2 separate regions of the Mus musculus genome follow, and region 1 is linked to region 2. The links are chromatin contacts, called in public HiChIP or PLAC-seq maps. All regions are on one chromosome and are shown on one strand. The core of a region is the stretch at or near the end of the contact, and the rest is flanking DNA. Distances in the headings are between cores, read along the strand shown.

Region 1 (3,816 bases), core at 204-2,703, 650 kb before region 2:
ACAGGGAGCTGTCCAAGAGATTTGATCAGGATGTTGGGTGGTAATCACATTCTTTGTACACTCAGAAATTTGCTATGTCGCCAGCATTATCAACAAAGAATTGGTGGTTTCCCATCATGTGCTCAGGGGCTGCTACATTCCTTTCCAAATGCTCATGGCCTCTGATTTGGTACCCTCCTGCAGAATTTTTCCAGGGATGGGCACACATGACCTAGGACTCAGCCTCAGGTCCACCCGCCTCTGTCTAGTGCTTGGAAAACTCTGATGCATTGCTCCCAAGAGTGTGTCATCCTTTCTCCCTGGGGTAGTTGTTTGAGCCTTGCACTTCTTTACTGGAGGGGACTATCCACATCCCTTGCCTGAGAACCCCTACAGGTCCCCAAAAGGCTCTGTCTTTTACCCACAGCCTGTGAAAGTGGAGCAGTGTTTGGCTGCTTGGCAGGATGGATGGGAAGTCCTTTCCAGGGAGGGAGATAGAGAGAGGGGCGGCCAGCTCCACTTTCTCTCTGCCTTTCTTAACAATGCGCCATCTTGCCCAAGCAAAAGCCCTTTTCTTTACCCATTCTCGCTTAGAACACAGCCAACAAAGGGCTTTTTGTCTCGTTTGCATTTTTTTTTTTTTTGCAAGCCTCAGTTCATCCTGGATTTTCGCTCTCCTGACACTATTCTTTGAGATGAGCTTTTTGTTGCATGGTCTTCCCAGCTTCCCTATGGTAGACAGTCCAACACACACACACACACACACACACACACACACACACACACACACACACACACTTGTACATGCACACTCACACAATCACTTTCCCACAGTCATTCATTCAACCTGGAGATTTCATAGGTCAATAATCTTAGGTCCCCACAACCTCATGGGGAGAGAAAGAAAACTCAAGTCAGTAAAAAATGCATATGGATAAAGTGCTGCCCACAAATGAAGGGAGAGGACATTAGGAAGGGCCTCAGAAATGAGGACACTGCAGCTATGTCATGGTAGATGCCACTCTAGCCAACAATGCCTCTGCTTTGAGGTATTTACTGATACCTGCCAGGTGTGGGTCAGGCTCCTAACAACCTCTTCAGGAAAATTGTTCATAATTCATAGTACAGAAATGAAAAGTTAACTCTCACGGGGTCTTGCCATGCCAGAAAGCAGAGCCAGGCTGTGACCCCAGGTTACCCAGGCTCTGGGTCCTGCTTTGAAACCACCTGGATACATTTATGGTGCCTCATAGAGTGGCAGAAAGGCACTTAGGGAAGAGTCATAGTGGATGGATGGTGACCATTGGGGGACAGTTAGCAGTGTGCCGTGGCCTGACTCTGTAGGAAGGAGAACCCACAGACAGAGTCTCCTTCCCTGGATTGGGGATTGGAGCAGCAGGTTAGAGTGGAGTGAATCCATCCTTTCCCCATTCCTGTCTCCTGTCTCTACACCTGACTCAGCCTCCCACACATGATTCCTAACCCTTACATCACCTGGCTATGCAGGGAGCCTCTCCTAACTACCGTGTGGCAGAACACTGGGCTGTGAACAGCTATCACACCAGTCTGGCGAGAGCAACCTTTTTCCATCTGCCTGTTTTCCCGATCACCGGACGTTTCTGCTGGTGTCACTGTAGACTGCTCATTCTCTGACCCGTAGGCTTTAAATAGCAAAAGAGAGAAAAAAAAATCTACAATGCACTCTGTGGTTTCCAGTGAGATACCGTAAATACACCCAGATAATATTCCGGTGCAAACCACGGGCAGCGATCGCAAAGGGCGGAGGATGGAATCTTTGGGGCCAGCTTGGACAGGGCTCATTTCCTCTGTCCCCATGGGACTGCTATGGAGCCGAACACAGAGGGCGTCAACCAGGCTCTGGCTCACCTCTCCAGGAACATTTACCCCCTGCCCCCATCCCCTTGCTAACATTCTCCTAGAGGCTCCTGAGGAGCCTCACTGGTCTTCAGGGCAGCCTGCCAGTGGCCTCCTGGGTTCTAAGTTCGCAGATGGGAATGTTGAGGCTCAGGGACTCAGGGTGTGGGCTCAGAGTCACCCAGCTAAGTGTGGAGTAGTGGGAATGGATGGCAAGCACCCTGTCACCCAGGCTGAAATGGAGACACTTTGGCTTGCTTCCCCGGGTTTCTGTGTAGAAACCCCTGATATGTGGCCAGTGAGATTCGAGGGTAAGGTGGAAGGGAGGGAGGGGATTCCTCGATGGGGGCCCAGGGGCTGGTTCTAGTCTGGTCTCTGGAGTCATGGGTGACCTCAGGCAGGCTTTCCTTCTGTCTGTGGCTCTGGGAGTCACTTCTTTGACTCTAGGGACAGGAGAAGGCTCTGCTCAAGACAGGATTCTGACACTCAGCAGGACTCCCTATGTTACCTACTCCGTCTCCTCCTCTGCATCCCTGGCTCACCTGGTCCACACCAGCCAAAGACATGGTCTGGGTGCCCCTGTCTGGGAGACTCTTCTCCTCACAGAACTTTCAAACTCTGACAGCCCCAGTTCTTGTCACTGGGGTGTTTTTATTTTTCCTTGAAGTCCTCAGCTGACAGAGTGATGTAATCTGCTTTCTGTCTTCTTGCAAAGGCAGAGCCACACCTGAATCCCACATCTTAGTTCATCCAGCCTGCAGCACAGTGCCTAGCACACAGTAGGTGCTCAGGAAATGTTCACTGAGGGCAGGGGCTGGGCACATGCTTGGCTGAGATGACAGAGGTCACTGTTTGGATGAAGACCTTTCTTCAGCTACTGGTACTTCAGGTCAGATTCATCACCACAGGGGACAGCTTCAGCCGAGCTGGCACCCACTTACCAGATGTGTGGAAGGTCTGGTGGAGAGGTGGGCTGTGAATTGGTGGGCTGGAATAAGAGCCAGGAGCCACAGGAGAGTGGGTCATACCCTGCAGCCCAGCTGTCAGGGCTTGTGTCTGGGCCTCATGATCTGCCTTCTGTGAAAGGGGTAACAAGGGCCAGTCTGCCTCTCAGAGGTAGGTTGCCTTGGTTTGTCCTTCTCGGCAAGGTGTTCAGACACAGCCTCACCTGCAGCCCATTTCTGAAGATTTGACATACTCTGTATCAATGAGGTGCCATCCGATCCCATCCACCATTGTTGCAGGAGCTGAAGGAACCTCTCAGAACTTCTTTTTTTTTTCTATTACGTATTTTCCTCAATTACATTTCCAATGCTATCCCAAAAGTCCCCCATACCCCCCCACTCCCCTACCCACCCATTCCCACTTTTTGGCCCTGGCGTTCCCCTGTACTGGGGCATATAAAGTTTGCGTGTCCAATGGGCCTCTTTCCAGTGATGGCCGACTAGGCCATCTTTTGATACATATGCAGCTAGAGTCAAGAGCTCTGGGGTACTGGTTAGTTCATAATGTTGTTGCACCTACAGGGTTGCAGATCTCTTTAGCTCTTTGGTTGCTTTCTCTAGCTCCTCCATTGGGGGCCCTGTGATCCATCCAATAGCTGACTGTGAGCATCCACTTCTGTGTTTGCTAGGCCCCGGCCTAGTCTCACAAGAGACAGCTATATCAGGGTCCTTTCAGCAAACGCTTGCTAGTGTATGCAATGGTGTCATTGTTTGGAGGCTAATTATGGGATGGATCCCTGGATATGGCAGTCTCTAGATGGTCCATCCTTTTGTCTCAGCTCCAAACTGTGTCTCTGTAACTCCTTCCATGGGTGATTGTTTCCAATTCTAAGAAGGGGCAAAGTGTCCACACTTTGGTCTTCGTTCTTCTTCAGTTTCATGTGTTTTACAAATTGTCTCTTATATCTTGGGTATACTAAGTTTCTGGGCTAATATCCACTTTTCAGTCTCTCAGAAC
Region 2 (4,374 bases), core at 306-2,805:
TGCTCCGAGCAAATTGAGTGACCTTGGTTAACTTATCTGGAAAAAAAAATGGCTTAATAACCATCCTGGCATAGGTGAGAAAAGTTAACCAATGCCTGGCCCAGATGGATTTGCCTGCCTGTCAGGGTGGGTACCTAAGCATCTTCCTCACCACCACCTTCCTGTTCCATGAGCTCAGCTGAGTGAGTTGTTATCTGGCCAACAGTGTACCTAGCGAATATCTCCTAAGTGCCCTCTGTGTGTTTGGCCCAGAGTAGAGGTGGTGGTGGTGGAGGGGGCAAGGGTAGTGGAACGCCTTCCTCTTGGAATATCTGGGGCTCAGGAAATGGACCACAGAGTGAAATGTGGCTGTGTGGTTTTGAATGACTTCTTGGGTGGTCACAGGGGACCTGAGTCCAAGATCAAGGAAGCCACTGGATGAAGGACCAGCTGGGGATTCGGGTTCTAAGGACAGAGGGACTGGGAACTTCCAGCAGTATCCCCAAAAAGGAGGGTGTCTGGTTGGGCACAGAATCTGGAGCCACTCCACTGTTGGATAGTGCTCACCTTGTTCCCTCAGCACAGACTGGAAGAGGACCACACTCTAGCTACAGTGATAGGGAGGTAACCTGGCTGGCCCTGGAGTCCCAGACTAAAGGTGAAGGGGACAGCAAAGAGCTGTACTGGGGAGGGTGGGGAGAGGTTGGGGGGGTAGTGGAGATCAGACTCGTTCAGTCATCACGTAAAGCAGAGTTTTTCAACATGTGTCAGGACCCCTTGAGGGTTGAATGATCCTTTTATAGGGGTCACCTAAGATCATCAGAAAACACAGATATTTACATGATGATTCATAACAGTATCAAAATTATAATTATGAAGTAGCAATGAAAATTGTTTTATAGTTGGAGTTACCACAACATGAGGAACTGTATGAAACGGTCTCAGCATTAGGTTGAGAAACATCATGTTAGATAGAGGTCCTGTGAGAGTGTTTGAGGGGGAGTGGGGCAAGCTGGGTACTTAAAACAAGCAGAACATGATAAGCTCCAGGCCAAAGGGATGAGGTAAGGGGTGGGACCCAGAACACAGAGAGGCGGGTCAGCTCAGCCTCAGCTTTAATCCTGTTGCTTCATCTGCTTTCAGAGACATGGCAGAGATAAGGGTGAACTCCACCCACTGGGTCACTAGGGAGAAGTGAAGGGTAGGGGCAGGGCAGGGCAGGGTTAAGGGGCCTCTAGAAAGAATGTGGAAAACCTGGAATTGGGTTTTGTTTTCATATTTTATTTTTATTTTTATTTTTATTTTTTACAGTGCTGAAAGTAGAACCCAGGGCCCTAGGCATGGTAGGTAAGCACTACCACTGGCCACATGACCTCACATTCCTGTCGTTCCTTTTGTCCTCCCTGTACTACCAGGCCTGGCTCTTTTCTCTTCTCTTCCTGTCTCCATTTTCCTCTACCTTCTTTTCTGGGCTCAAGCCATGCTTTTCTCTTAGCCTTGTCCATAGCTAGGACAGGCCAGAGCTATCAAGGACTGTTGGATGTGCATCTAGCTCTCATCTGTATAAGGACTAGTCCAGCCACAGCTTCACTGGAGTCTCGGGCGTTGATGACTCACCAAATGCTTTGGAAGTTGAGGGAGGAAAATTACTTTGGGTTTGAGGCCAAGCTGCAAAAAATTGCCTCATTGATTTCTCACGACAAATCCTGAAAGCATGGGTGCAAATCTCATCTCTTTATTGGCATCTGGTTTTGGTTTTGGTTTTGGTTTTGTCTTTTCAGCAGTGGGGATTAAATTGAGGGCCTCATGTATCATAGGTTAGTGCTCTACCACTGAGCACCATGCTCAGCTATCTCTTTTTGCTTTTTGAGACAGGATCTCACTAACTTATTCAGACTGGCCTCGAATACTTTCTATAGCCCAGTCTAGTCTTGGGCTTGGTGATTCTTCAGTTCTCAAGTGGCTGGACTCTAGGCCCACACTGCCAGTACTGGCTTTAACTTTGTTTTGCAGCTGGGGAAACTGAGGCAGCCAGGTGTGTTGCCAGAATTCTTTTCTGAATTCTGGGAAGTAGCAGCATCAGAATTGGAATCCAGAACTTACCTTTCCTTTGAGGTTGAGGGTGTGTATCCCAAACACTGACTTAAAAGAGACTTCAGTATTTCATATCAAGCTGAGCTCATTGTTTCCATGCCTTCCTTCTGGCTGCAGCTGATAGCCTTACCTCTCCCTCATCTGCAAGATCATCTGAGAGCTAGTCCCTACCAGACCCAGAGCTGCTATCCATCTGGTCTGCCTGGAAGATGGCCCTTTGCTAGCAGCTCCCAGCCTTCTTCAGAGTGGTCAGTGTCCCCTGCAAGCTCAGTAAGTCAGAAATATGGGTATGATGACACACCCTCATATCCCTCACCTCTTCTAGCCTCTTCTCATGCACACAGCTGTGAACTGGAAGGGTATCTACCATTTCAGGGAAGACCAGAGGAAGACAAATCTTTGGAAGAGTGACTGTAGGCAGGGTCTCCAGCCTCTTCATTTCTGTTTCTTCATTTCTTTGAGATGGACAAAGATTCCCATTAGGACACACACTGTGTCATTTACTTGGAAGGCTCCAGGAAAAGTTGGCCATGAGGCTACTGCCCATCAGAAATTCATCTGTATGTCGGCTGGAGCTAGACTCAGAGAACAATCCCAGCATCTTCCCCAGTTCCCTCCCTCTGACCATGTGGGTCTATGGTTTATTTGAAAACTTTTGAGTTCCCTGGGATTGTGGAGACTGCTCTTGGCCCAAAGCAGAGCCCATGCTTCAGGGTCTCAGCTCTACAAACAGGTACCCTGGTATAGGCACCACAGGAAGTCAGTGGTGAATTCTCAAGTGCTAACTGTTGCTATGTAACAAGCTGTATGGTGCTATGGCTTGAAATAGCAGTGGTCTGTGATGTGGGGTCTGTGGGTTAGGGGATCTGCCAGTTTCTGCTGGTCTCCCAGGGAGGCCAGATAGATTAGAAGGCAAGAGGCAGCCCAACAAACATGGCCAGAGATAGTATCTTTTAGCAGAGCCTCTTGGATCCCTTACTGCACCTCAACTCTTGAGAGGAAAGAAGAATCTCTGCCATAAAAGGACTTGTAGAGCTAGGTCCTGGGGTGAGTTCCCAGAACATCAGCCACAGGTCAAGGAGGCAGGTGGAAACCATCCACCGGACCAAAACTGAGAGTCTTGCTTAGGAGTGTGAAGTGGAACCCACGGTGGCTAGGATTAGGATGGGGAGGGGAACGACAACAGGCAGAGAGTGGAACGCCTTGGGGCTGGAAGACAGTCCATAAAGGAATCCTTTGCTTCTGGGTGAGGGAAGGTGAAATAGGGTGGAATGTACCCTATGATTCTCCTCCCCAACGTGTGTTGGGGGGGGTACTTTTTGTGGTACTGGAGTCATGGGCATGCCCAGTAAGTGCTCTGCCATTGAGATACACCCTGGGCTTAGTGCTTAGGGTTTCAACATAGGAGTATGGAGCAGTTTGTGGTTGCTGGGGGTGCTAGTCATTTTGTTTTACTCAAACCTTTCTCCTATCTTCTGGTCTTGCAACTAAGTCTAGGCCATCTCAGAATTTTTTCCTTGTCAACTTCCACATGGACTCTCAGTGGCAGATGAGCCTCTTCACACTGTGCCCCCCTCTCCCACCCTGTGTGTTCTCCTAAAGGCATGCAAGCCTCTGTCTTCTGAATCTACATTCATAGGGCACTATGCAGAGAGGTATGTGCCACAAGCTCCCAGACCTAGCCCAGGGGTCCATTATGACTAGAACTTCTTCCACATTCTATACCTTGGCCCCACCTCAGGTTGTTGGACAGGCCAGCTCCCACCATGGGGAGATACGGATGCTAGGAGGGGGATCTGTGGCCATAGTTTGCTGTTGTGGGATACCTTTCAGTAGGGTGCTGCTGGAGCCTTGTATCACACAGACTCTGCAAGTTTTGCTCACAAAACTAAATGTTATCCTGGTGAGATTACACTTCAGTCACTCAAACCTTAGCATGTCTGTTCTGTGTGCTACTCCACTCAGCAGCATTGGATGCCCAGCAAGGTGTGTCAGTGCCAGGTGCTGCGGCTTCTGCTGGGAGGAGGGGAACCCCAGGTCCCCAGCAGGATGGGTAGAGCATCTTAAGAGCCACTCACCTCTAGGGCAGCTTCACTCTTCAGTTTCTTCAGTGCAACTGCTGAGGCTATTAGTCAATAGTCCTACGTTGATACTTATATAAGATCAAATTAAAACCTCCATTTCTGCGTCACATGATGAGAGCTCGGTGGCCACATGCTAAGAAATAGAAGGAGAAAAAAGGCTTGGCACTGACTGTCAGCCCTGTCCTTGGTCTGCATGCCTTCATCACCACCCAGGCCC

What was found. HiChIP or PLAC-seq counts read pairs in DNA pulled down with a chosen protein or histone mark.
Region 1: a contact with region 2 is called in an HNF4G HiChIP or PLAC-seq map of pancreatic cancer cells. The contact joins two enhancer-like sites. A contact is called at or near these places in 2 of 39 promoter capture datasets (embryonic stem cells and hippocampal neurons), 1 of 15 datasets of contacts at CTCF or cohesin (embryonic stem cells), 1 of 484 Hi-C or Micro-C datasets (nephron progenitors) and 4 of 115 datasets of contacts at active chromatin or transcription factors (embryonic forebrain, forebrain, neural tube and 1 more).

The regions. Positions count from the first base shown.
Region 1 is chr6:91,398,463-91,402,278 of GRCm38.p6, reverse strand. The region is part of intron 2 of Wnt7a (wingless-type MMTV integration site family, member 7A); the gene reads left to right. Among named protein-coding and RNA genes, the nearest start is that of Gm30437, 11 kb to the left of the region's middle. Within about 2 kb of position 1,453, at least 36 of the 459 cell types and tissues checked have an H3K27ac peak or open chromatin away from gene starts, as enhancers often do. A contact at or near this core is called in pancreatic cancer cells, where this site is marked.
Region 2 is chr6:90,746,987-90,751,360 of GRCm38.p6, reverse strand. The region is part of intron 1 of Iqsec1 (IQ motif and Sec7 domain 1); the gene reads left to right. Among named protein-coding and RNA genes, the nearest start is that of Iqsec1, 61 kb to the left of the region's middle. Within about 2 kb of position 1,555, at least 76 of the 459 cell types and tissues checked have an H3K27ac peak or open chromatin away from gene starts, as enhancers often do. A contact at or near this core is called in pancreatic cancer cells, where this site is marked.